Linked DNA regions of Canis lupus: region 2 is linked to region 1. A link is a contact called in public Hi-C data. All regions are on one chromosome and are shown on one strand. The core of a region is the stretch at or near the end of the contact, and the rest is flanking DNA. Distances in the headings are between cores, read along the strand shown.

The links. A called contact is a pair of places that touch in the nucleus more often than the background predicts.
Region 2: a Hi-C map of blood shows a contact between it and region 1, with 10 times the contacts expected there. The contact joins the promoter of CDC40 here to the promoter of AK9 in region 1. A contact is called at or near these places in 3 of 9 Hi-C or Micro-C datasets (amygdala and blood).

What each region holds. Positions count from the first base shown.
Region 1 is chr12:66,859,619-66,865,104 of UU_Cfam_GSD_1.0, forward strand. It overlaps AK9 (adenylate kinase 9), which reads right to left and starts at 2,486. Exons shown (of 41, transcript XM_038554914.1): 1 at 2,353-2,486. FIG4 (FIG4 phosphoinositide 5-phosphatase) reads left to right here and starts at 3,408. Exons shown (of 23, transcript NM_001114625.1): 1 at 3,408-3,640. The coding sequence starts at 3,575.
Region 2 is chr12:67,248,959-67,254,444 of UU_Cfam_GSD_1.0, forward strand. CDC40 (pre-mRNA-processing factor 17) reads left to right here and starts at 2,631. Exons shown (of 16, transcript XM_038554927.1): 1 at 2,631-2,781; 2 at 2,965-3,223. The coding sequence starts at 3,035. It overlaps WASF1 (wiskott-Aldrich syndrome protein family member 1), which reads right to left and starts at 2,597. Exons shown (of 9, transcript XM_038554931.1): 1 at 2,358-2,597.

The sequences.
Region 1 (5,486 bases), core at 1,236-3,735:
GTTTGGAGTGTGTCTCATTTATCACAATGAGATCCCATACAATATTGCCTTGGATCAAAGGACCCTCTTTATAGTAAAGGAGCTATGATAAGAAGGATCCACTGATTATACCCCATATCACACTTCATCCAGAATCTGCTGGTCTCACAGAATATTGGAGTAGCCTCTTAAGGGTACAAGTAAAGCTCCATTTGGGATTGTGTGGGATTGAGATACTACTTCAAGATGCAAAATATGTTTTGAACTAAGGGTTAGGAATGGTCTGTCCTACCACCATTCTCAGTGATTGACATGAATTTGTACCACCTTTCCCTATGACTTCAGGCTCTGCTGGACTGCAGGTCCTGATTTTGATTGATGCAAGAGAGAGGCTTCTATCGGGGGATCCCCTTTGTTAGGTTTCACTGAATCTGAAACTGCTGCCTGGTCATATGTGGCTCCCCATGCCCATTAGGAGTTACTGCACTGGCAGCTGAGGATAGGGTTGCTGCTACATACTTGGTGCAGGGAGATACAGGTCTTGAACCCAGGGGTTTCTCTAAGACACCTCTTGTGATGATTATAGCGAGCACAACCTGACAAAATCATGGTAACAAGGGGGTTATACCCCTCTGGGATAAAGGCTGGCTACCATACTAAGAAAACAACTGAGACCAGCAGCTGGCCAAGGGTAAGGGAAATCTAGAATGAGTGGTAGAGGACAGAAGTGATGAATTCTCTGTTACAGGCCTAGGATTAATTGCAGTAGTGGATTCTGTAGCTTGTCCCACTAATCATCTTTTACTAAGTCCTTTTGTTTTAGAAACCGGGACCGGCCGCCACCGTGAAGAACTGGTGAGGGGATGGTGTGAACTTATGTGGGGGAAGGGTGGATACGAGTAGTACAAAGGTTGGAATGTAGCAGGTGCTATTAGTGCCCATAACCACTTGATAGGTACCTTTCCCGTGCATGGCCAGCCTGACTTCCCACTGCTAGCATGTGTGACCCTCTGCCAAAGGGTTCAACTTCCAGCTGCCATACATATCCAGTGGGCCTGAGCACAGGGCAGATGGGAAGTTCCAGGGAATTAAGGTTCTGCCAAAGCAGGCCTCAGATAATAACTGATGGGAGTTGGTGAATAAATCCTCCAGCTCTTTTGCCCTTAAGGGGGAAATAGTCTGAGATATACATCTCAGGATTCTCCAGTGAATTCAGCCTACAGAGAAATTTGCTTGATAATATTCCCTTAATCAGCTTCCTTTTGCTTACTGATGTTGTTTCCTGGGATTACTTCCCACCATACAAGGCACTTGCCCTCGAATTTTTGTCTCAGGATCTGCTGCTGGGTGAACCATAACTAAGACAATGTTCTAATGGAAGTGCTATATTACAATATGATATAATAGTTGAAAACTAAATACCGGAAACCAGAATTCAACAGATATTTTAAGAGTTGTTATCCTAAAGAAAAGCATAGTGCAAGTACTTAATACTCATACTTAGAAGAATTGGTTTCCATTTATGAAACAAAACAATGAAATATTCTTCCCAGTTCAAAGATCCAAGTCAATGTAAAATGCCAGAACTGACATGACCATCTTTCTAGTTCTTGGCAAAAGTAGGACCAAACTATGAAAGAAAATTAAAATAACAATTAAACACTTATTTAAAAAATTTGGTAGTTTCTCAACTTTAAATTTTAAATATGATCTCTAACATCTCACTGTTGGGTAACATAATCTGTACTATCACACTGTGTTATGTGTTTATACCATAATTCAATAGAATTTTTAAAAGTTCCCTCACATTTTTAGCGGTTGACAAAATCCCTAGCAGAGGGTTCTGCAGTTTACAGGCGGCCCATCTCCTGGGAGACCTAGCACTTCTGCTTGGGCAACGCCTTATACTCTCATAGCAGGTGCTCAGTATCTTGGGAATGAAGACAGTCGTTGGGATGGAAGATGGTTTTAAAAGTAATTTACAATAAATAAATAAATAAATAAATAAATAAATAAATAATAAATAAATAAATAAATAAATAAAGTAATTTACCCACATATGGTCTCACTCATACGGGGAATATAGGAAATAGTGAAAGGGATTAGAAGAGAAAGCAGGGGAACTGAGTGGGGAACATTTAGAGAGGGAGACAAACCGTAAGAGACCCCTAACTCTGGGAAACGAACAAATGAACTTCTGGTTGCAGAAGGGGAGGTGGGGGGAGGAGTTGGGTAACTGGGTGACGGGCACTCAGGAGGAGGGCACTTGCTGGGATGAGCACTGGGTGTGATACTGTATGTTGGCAAATTGAATTTAAATAGACACATTTTTTAAACACCCTGGAAAAAAAATGTTTTTAAAAAGCAATTTACCCAGAGATCCCAAAGTTTTAGTTTCGTAAGAAAAGGAATTGGTCTGCGGTCCCTGCAGGAGGTGAGAGTGCACTCAACTGATACAGACGGAATTGGGGGCGGGGGCGAGGACCCCCACTTACCCGGCCCCGCAGAACTCCCCGGCCCCGCGGTCGGTGCACCGGTTGCCTAGGAAACCCCCGCAGGTGCACGGCGCAGGGCCTCTTGGGAGACTCCGCCTCGGGAGGCGGGGCTGGCATTCATTCATTTCTTAGAGTCTTACCTATTCACTTTCGCTCCTAACTTTGTAACACATTCCTTTTCACAAACAGAGAAGGTGATGATTAGAGAGGGTATGTACCCCACCCACCAAGTTCACACACATCCGATGGGAGAAACCTAATTTTAACCCGCACGGCGCGCTACACTCGGCAGTCCATCGGTAGAATTTACAAATGGCCCGTCTCAGCCACAAATATGTGGCAAGTTCCGCCCAAATTGTGCAACTTCAGGTGATTTTTAAAAAAATTTTTTTTAAAAGATGATCTAAAAAAAAATGATCTAAGAGCTAAAAAAAAAAAAATTCCTTGAACCACACAACTTCAGGACACGATGGATTTTGTTGATTTTCATCCAGGTTGAAATTTCAGGGTAACAAAGAGATGCCAGGGGAAAGACACCGACTCTCGGGGAAGGGCTATCAGATAGGCTTCCAGGACAATAAAAGGCAGAGGTAGGCAGGGAAAAAACAAAAACAAAAAACCAAAAATAGTTTCGAATGGACCTAGCTACAATTCGGAGAAATGCTTCAAAAGAACCAACCCATCAAACCGTCCCCCTTTCCAAAGGAGGAGGACCAGATAAAGGAGAGCCTACGCTAACCGCGGGACCTTAACCCCGCCCACTTTCCCCCCCTGCCCGCATCCAAAATGGCGCCCTTGGCTTCCGGCCTCGGCAGCACGCAGGCTCCGGGAGCCTCTTCACGCCCTCTCTATGGTAGATCCTCCAGCCCCGCCCCCGACGTGCCCGGGGCGGGGCTTGGCTGGAGGTGGGGAGCGGGGATCCGGAAGCACCTGAGCTGGGCCCCGGTCTTCTGTTTGTGTGGTGCCCGAGGGGTGTTTGCCCGGCTGGAGGCCGGGGGTCTGAGGTGTCCTCTCCGCGGGCCTCCGGGGGGCAGTCTGGAGGCTGCCGCAGCTGGGCCGCGGCCTGGTGCCCTGTAGGGGAGCCCCCCCTTCCTCCGACCATGCCCACGGCCGCCGCCCCCATCATCAGCTCCGTCCAGAAGCTGGTTCTGTATGAGACCAGAGCTGTAAGTTCCCGGCGGGGCGCAGTGGGGCGCGACGCGGGGCGGGGGTGTGTGGCGGTGCAGCATCCCTAATCCCAGCATCAGCCTCCCCGGGGCCCCAATCCCAGATCCCCCTCCTCGGGTCCCTAATCCCAGATCCCCCTCCCGGGTCCCTAATCCCAGCATACCCCCTCCCCGAGTCCCTAATCCCAGCATCCCCCCCCCCCAGTCCCTAATCCCTCATCCCCCCTCCCCGGGTCCCTAATCCCGGCATCCCCCTCCCTGGGTCCCTAATCCCAGCATCCCCCCTCCCCGAGTCCCTAATCCCAGCATCCCCCCCCCCAGTCCCTAATCCCTCATCCCCCCTCCCCGGGTCCCTAATCCCAGCATCCCCCTCCCCGGGTCCCTAATCCCAGCATCCCCCTCCCCGGGTCCCTAATCCCAGCATCCCCCCTCCTCGGGTCCCTAATCCCAGTATCCCCCCTCCCCGGGTCCCTAATCCCAGCATCCCCCCTCCCGGGTCCCTAATCCCAGCATCCCCCCCTCCCGGGTCCCTAATCCCAGCATCCCCCCTCCCCGGGTCCCTAATCCCAGCATCCCCCCATCCCCGGGTCCCTAATCCCAGCATCCCCCCTCCCCGGGCCCCTAATCCCAGCCTTGGGCGGGAGTCTGAGGGAGCTTCGCCTTGTCCCCGCACCCAGGGCACTGCTGCTTTGGCTTGTCCGTGCTTCCACGGAAGAGTCACGCTTGGAACATGCTGGAAACAGGTGCTTGTGGCATCTCGGAAACTGTTCACGAAGTTCTGAACGAGTTACTGGGTTCTTTTAAGAAAACTTTCAGATTAAAACAAAACAAAACTTTCAGAAAGTCCATTAGCGGTCTGCCGTTCTCTGCTTACAGTACAGGCAAGAGTATGAAAAAAATATTTTTGACTTTTGAATGGGTAACTTGTGTGTGTTCATAGTCCGCGGCATACCAATCACTAGGATTGCTGTTAATGATGTGCCTTTTTTCTTTTTAAAGGATTTTATTTATTTATTCATGAGAGACACACAGAGAGAGGCAGAGACACAGGCAGAGGGAGAAGCAGGCTCCCTGCAGGGAGCCCGATGCAGGACTGGATCCTGGGACCCTGGGGTCACGCCCTGGGCCAAAGGCAGACACTCAGACACTCAGCTGGCGAGCCACCCAGGGATCCCCAATAATGTGCCCTTTTATTGCTAAAATACTTGGTTCTCCTTATTGGAAAGGGAAGGAAAATTTATTTTGTTTAAAGACATCTGTGTGGATAACATTATTTTGCTTTTCGTTGGACTGTTTTACAGCACTTTTTGTTTCATTACTTTGAATTGCCATGTCAACAACTTAGTAGTAGAATAAGATACGTTTTTGTGTTTAGAGTCTACTTCCCTAAGATTTATGGAAGTGTGCCTGTAGAAGTACATACTTTGTCATTTGTGTGGTTGGAAAATAAAGCGTAGCCTTTCTGATTTGAGGTCATGGTGATGTTAGGATCTGTGTTTAAAATTACACTGCATGCTAATAAGAATGCATATGCCAGGAGCCTTCCTGTTGTGCCGTAGAGTGTTTTATGGGGCATATTCAGTGGAACTTGGGCTCTCTTCCATTGCGTAAAGTAGGTACCTAACAGTTTCTTGGTTATAACACGGTGCCAATAGCACATCTGCCTCAGGTCACAATTAGTGGAGAAACATTGCTGACCGTAAATTAATTTTTGTTGACGACTTCATTTGATTAGATCCAGCCCAGAAGATGGAATTATCTAATATTCATAGATATCTTCAGTTGTTCTCTGAGGACAGTCGTACAGACGTATTTTGACATTGAAACAAAACCTTCTGCTTTCTGT
Region 2 (5,486 bases), core at 1,381-3,880, 390 kb after region 1:
TTGTACTTAACTCTGAAATATTTTCATCATCCATCAGTTAAAATACCTAAATTTTCCTTAAAAGCATTATGAAAACATCTATATTGAATTTATGCATACTCCTCAGTGACATAAATGAGTATTTTCTCCATTTACACATAAGGAAACTAAGGCACAGAGGTGTCCATTTTGTAAATTGCAAGGTCATTTCCTAACCAATCACCTGATACTACGCTATCAAGTTATATTATATGTGCGCCACTTCCAAATGCCATAAAACAATTACTGTATCTTAAAACAACTGCCTCTGCGATGCCTATGTGCAATTCTGTTTTATCCAGAGGGTTATGGCAACAAGCTTAAACAAGAGAAGCTGGAAGGGGAGGCTTACCAAAAGAACAAACAAAAAACAAAAACAACAACAACAACAACAACAAAAAAAACACTTATTTTTGGTAGTGAATCATTTATTTTTAAGGAAGGAGAGGTAGACAGTTTTTAACATCATAATCACGTAACCAACAGTTGTTCCTTCCATTTTCAGAAACATATTCCATCTTTCAGGTAGATGGTGCAAAACTGGAGCCTGCCCATCCTTGGAGAGAGAAGTTAGAAAAAAAAAAAGAGAGAGAGAGAGAGAGAGACAGAGACAGAAAATATCCTAACAGCAAGTCATGTTAAATACATGATATTGCAAAGAACTGAATAAATGAAAATAAAATAAAATTAGAGGAATTAGCAAATGCTCATTATTGGCAGTTGAAAAACCCCCACCTTCAATATGAAAGGCTTCCTTTCATTCAACTGAAGGCTAGGATCAGCAATAAAATATTCTATTACTGAAAAACAACCAAACACCAAAACTTTTCTCATTCAAGACTCCAGAAGACTGTAGATCATAGTCCTTTCTTCCAACACTCGCCGTAAAATAAAAAATACTTTGCTAACACAAAGTCAAGCACCTGGGTGGGGGGTGGGGGTGGGGGGGAGAAACCGCTCCTGGGAGCAGAGGCAAGCCTGCGTTTCTAATTATGCGATAGTACTACCAGCCCTTAGATGGAAGTTGCCCCCCGCGCACACTGAAGGTGGGCACAGGAGACGGGGCGGATGACCCACACATCAGTTACCGCACGAGAAACAGGACTTAACGGGTCCGCGGATCCACCACCGAAGACGACGTTAAATTGTGAGCCGAGGCTCCCCTCCTGCGGAAACGGGGTGGGGGGGGGGGGGCGGCGGGATGAGACCGGGTCCTATTCGAGCGTCTCGCTAGCCGGGGGTTAGCTAGATCAATTAATCGGCTGGATTAATCGGCGCCAGGCTGTGAAGGTTCGGGCCGGGATGGGATGCGCTTTCGGTCGCGTCCTCCTTCCGCGCGCATCCCCCGGCGAGCGCCTGCGGGCGGCGGCGTCGGAGCACACCGAAGCTAGGGGGCACGCTGTAGCCAGGGGAAAACAGAAATGGGAAGAAAAAGGTGCAATGGATGGATGCTGCAGAGTTGAATAATGATCCGGGCGGCACAATGGGCGAGTCGGGCCGACGTCGGGGCGGAGGGGCGGGCGGCCCCGGGGCGTCGCCTTACCTCTCGGTCCGTGACAGAAAGACGCGCGGCGCCCACACGCAAACGCACCGGCCGGCTGCGCGGAGCCTCCCGCACGTCGCGCGAGCCCGGGCTCCTCGCCCCCGCCCCCGCCCCCGCCCCACCCCCGGGGCCGCAGGGGGTGCCCGGCAGCCCAGGTGACACCTGCAGTGTCCCCACCTCGGGCGGCCTCGGGCGGCCGCCGTCTCCCTCGGCGTCTCCCTCGGCGTCTCCCTCAGCCCCCGGCGCGGCTGGCGGGTGGGCGGCCGGAGCTCCGGAAACCCGCGGCCGGGGGGGGGGTGGGGGGCGGGGGCGGCGCGCCCATCCCCGTCACCTTTACCGGGCGGGAGCGCCACACACACACCTCCGCGCGTTCCGGCCGGTGAGGAGGAGTTCCTCCCGCGGCAGCGCCCGCCCCCGAAACACAATTCCTGAGAGACTCGCGCTCACCGTGAAATCATGGGGGGCGGGGGGGCTTCTGCCTTACCCCGTCTTCATGCTTCGGTCCCCCCTCGGCCGCCGCGACTCCACCTCAGAGCCTCCAGGAGCGACGGGCTCCGGAGCGGAACGGGCTCCGGGCTCCCGGGAACGCCGCCGCGCCGCCGGACCCACCGTGTGCTCGACGCGCGAGCGAACAACGCCGCGAGCCGCCGCCGCCGCCGCCGCCGCCCCCCACCCGCCCCCTCCCCGCGCGCGACGCTCCACAACCGGGCGCGGCGATCCGCGCCTGCAGCGGGGGAGGGCGGGGGGGGCGACCGCGGGACCTCGGCACCTAATCTCCCGTCCCTCCCATCAGGACCTATTCTCCACCACTCAAGGGCTTCCAACTCAAGCTCCTCACTGTCCTCTTCAGCTCCCAGCGCCCGGGTGCCGCCGCGGTGGAGAACTCGGCCTCCGCCCCCTCAGCCGGCGCACGGCAGGAAGACGGCTTCCCCCCCCATTTCCCGAGGCTCTATGGTACTGCCCGATCCTCAATTTGGGGGAAGGGGATGGAGAGAACAGCGCTCGGCCCGGGAGTGAGGGAAGAGGAGAGCCAATTGAATGAACCCTCCGTCCGGGGGCGGGGCCGCGGAGAGGCCCGCCCACTTGGCCCCGCCCAGTCCCTCCCTCCGAACTACACTTCCCACTGCGCCTCTGCCAACTTCCCGCCGCGCTGCCCGCCGGGAGTGTAGGACCTGGCTGCCTCGAGGCACTTCGGGACTCGTAGTCTTTCGTCTGGCCACGTAGGTCCTGGAAGTTTTTAGGGACTGTAGAATTTTTCCTTTAATTTCCCTAGATAAGCGCTTCCGTGTTCTCAGCCCTCTTGTGCGTCTTCGAATACCACGTTGTGTACATCTTAAAATGCCGTAAGTGAGTTGTTAGCGAAGGAAGTAAAATAACGTGTGTGTGTGTGTATAATCCGTCAGGTCATCTGTCAGGACCTGGAAGCCGCTTCTTCCGCCCGGGCCTGGTCTCCGCAGAGGGTCTGTCGCCGTCATGTCGGCTGCGATTGCAGCTCTGGCTGCGTCCTACGGCTCGGGCTCAGGGTCCGAATCGGACTCGGACAGTGAGGGCGGGCGGTGTTGCCTGCCAGCCGCCGACTCGCTCATGCACCTGACGAAGTCGGCTTCGACCAAGCCCTCTCTGGCAGTGGCGGTGGACTCGGCTCCGGAGGTGGCAGTTAAGGTAAGCTCTGGGGCCCCCGAGGCAGTGCGTGCGGGACTTGCCCGCTTCTGCCGCGGCCATCGTCAGGCCCCGCGTTGCCTCCTCCGCGGGGCTGAGGTAGAAGTCGCCCGCGCTCGGATCTCTCCTCTTCCTCCTGCCGGCGTGGTCCTCGGGGGGGAGCCGGGGCTCGGAAGTTGCCCTCCGCTCTCCGGCCGCTCCCGGCTTTCGCCTCCCGCCACCGAGCGAGGGTGAGGGGTGGGGGTGGGGGGGCGTGAACGTTGAATTTATTGTGACCAGGACGTGGCCTGGGTGGCGCAGGTGTGAATCGGAACTTCCCAAACTAGCCTCCCGTCGAGGTGCGCGCTGGCGCGGCTTTGTTGCTGAGGTCAGAGCTGGATTCTGATCGCAGCTCCGCCACGTCTGTGAACTTGGGCAAGTCCTGCAAACCTCCGCTGTTCCATCACCCGGCCGGCGGGGCTACGTTTAGAAGTGCGTTCTCTCTCCGAGAGCGTTGTGTAAAAATTAAGTGAAATGATAACGATTGTAGCGTCTACTGAAAGTGCCATAAATGTCAGTTTACCCCCTTGTGATTATAGGTATGTGTGTAGGTACGTCTATGTATATATTTTTTAAAGATTTTATTTATTTATTTATTCATAATATACATATATATATATATAGAGAGAGAGAGAGACAGAGAGAGAGAGACAGAGGGAGAAGCAGGCTCCATGCAGGGAGCCTGACGTGGGACTCGATCCCGGGTCTCCAGGGTCACGCCCTAGGCCGAAGGCAGACACTGAACCGCTGAGCCACTCAGGGATCCCCTATGTGTATTTTTGTACTCAGACGTATAGTAACACAGCGAGAAAAGGCCGTGCTGGGTCCCAGGTGGGGAAAGTGATAGAGGGAGAAACCGGGCTGTACGAGTTCACTTAATTGTTTGCTGGAGACATGTTATTTGCCAGGGACTCTTCCAGGGGCTGAAGACACAGAGGCCAGTGAGCCAGGCACCTTTGCCATCTCGATGCATAGTGGAAGAGGCAGCCTTTAACACGTGAGCAAATAAAGTGATTACAGATTGGATTGAGCCCCCTGAAGGAAAAAAAATAATAATAAAAAAAATAAAAGAGTTCTGTGAGAGGGAATAAGGTTAGGAGCGTGGCTTCCATAGATGGGCCGGGGAAAAGTCTTTTCCGGAGAAGGCAGCTTTGAGAAGAAGGAGGAGAAGCCAGACATGTGCAAGGTAAGGCAAGAGTTGCCAAAGGAGACAGCAGAGCCTTGACATGGCCAAAGAGCCTAGTGTGTCTGAAGATCTGAGGAAGGGCTGGTGTGTCTAGAACCAGAGGAAAGCATCCACCAGCTGGTACAGGCCCAGGAGAGCTAAGTGGGGGTGACCGGAAGCTCAACATGTGGTGATGGGAGGCAGCGTACAAGAATGACTTTGGACTTCAGATGTTTCCTATGGAATCGTCTTATATGACATTAAACCATTTTGGATTTGTTTACAAAAAAAAAAAAAAAGAATCGTCACCTCGACGTGTCATGTACCTGAAACTAATATGACGTTGTATCTGATTAGACTTCAATTAAAAAAAAAAAAAAAAAAGATGTTCCCAAGTCTACTGTTATAACTTTTGAGACTTTTGCAAGTTTTTATGAATATTGCTTTTTTCATTTATAGAATGGTAGGAAAGAATGCTTAGGATCCTCCTATCTTTATGACAAAGTCCCCAAACTTGTGTCACTCTAGCCACGTCTGAAAGGCGTCATTCTTTTCACAGCTTGGCTTTTTTGGAGCTGTCCCTTCATCTCATTGTCTCCTCAACCAAGCACAACCTAGCTCCAGCCTCTTAGGAAGCTACTTCCTCTCCCTAAGAAATGGTGAGAACTTGTCAGGTTTTGCCATCTGACTTGAGTATCTGCCTCAAGTGACACTATTCTTAGAACTTTCTCTCCCTGTGGCTTCTGTAGGGCCATCGTCAGTCGTCCCATACCCTGTTCTTCTGTGTTCCCATGTGTGTTTCCTGGGACCCTGCCCTTAGTCCACCCCCACCCCCTTCATCTCTCCCGCTCTCTCAGGCCTTCAGCTTCAGTCTGAAGGTGTCACCTCACAGGTGAACCCTCTGAAGTGGTGCACAGAGCCTCTGGAATCCAGACCGTCAGGATTCAAATACTGTTCTGGCTTTCACCCAAACGGTGACCTCGCATGAGCTACCTAAGTGTTCTGTCCCAAAGGCTTCTCCCCTCTGGAAAGTGGGGATGACGCTAGGACCCATCTCATGGA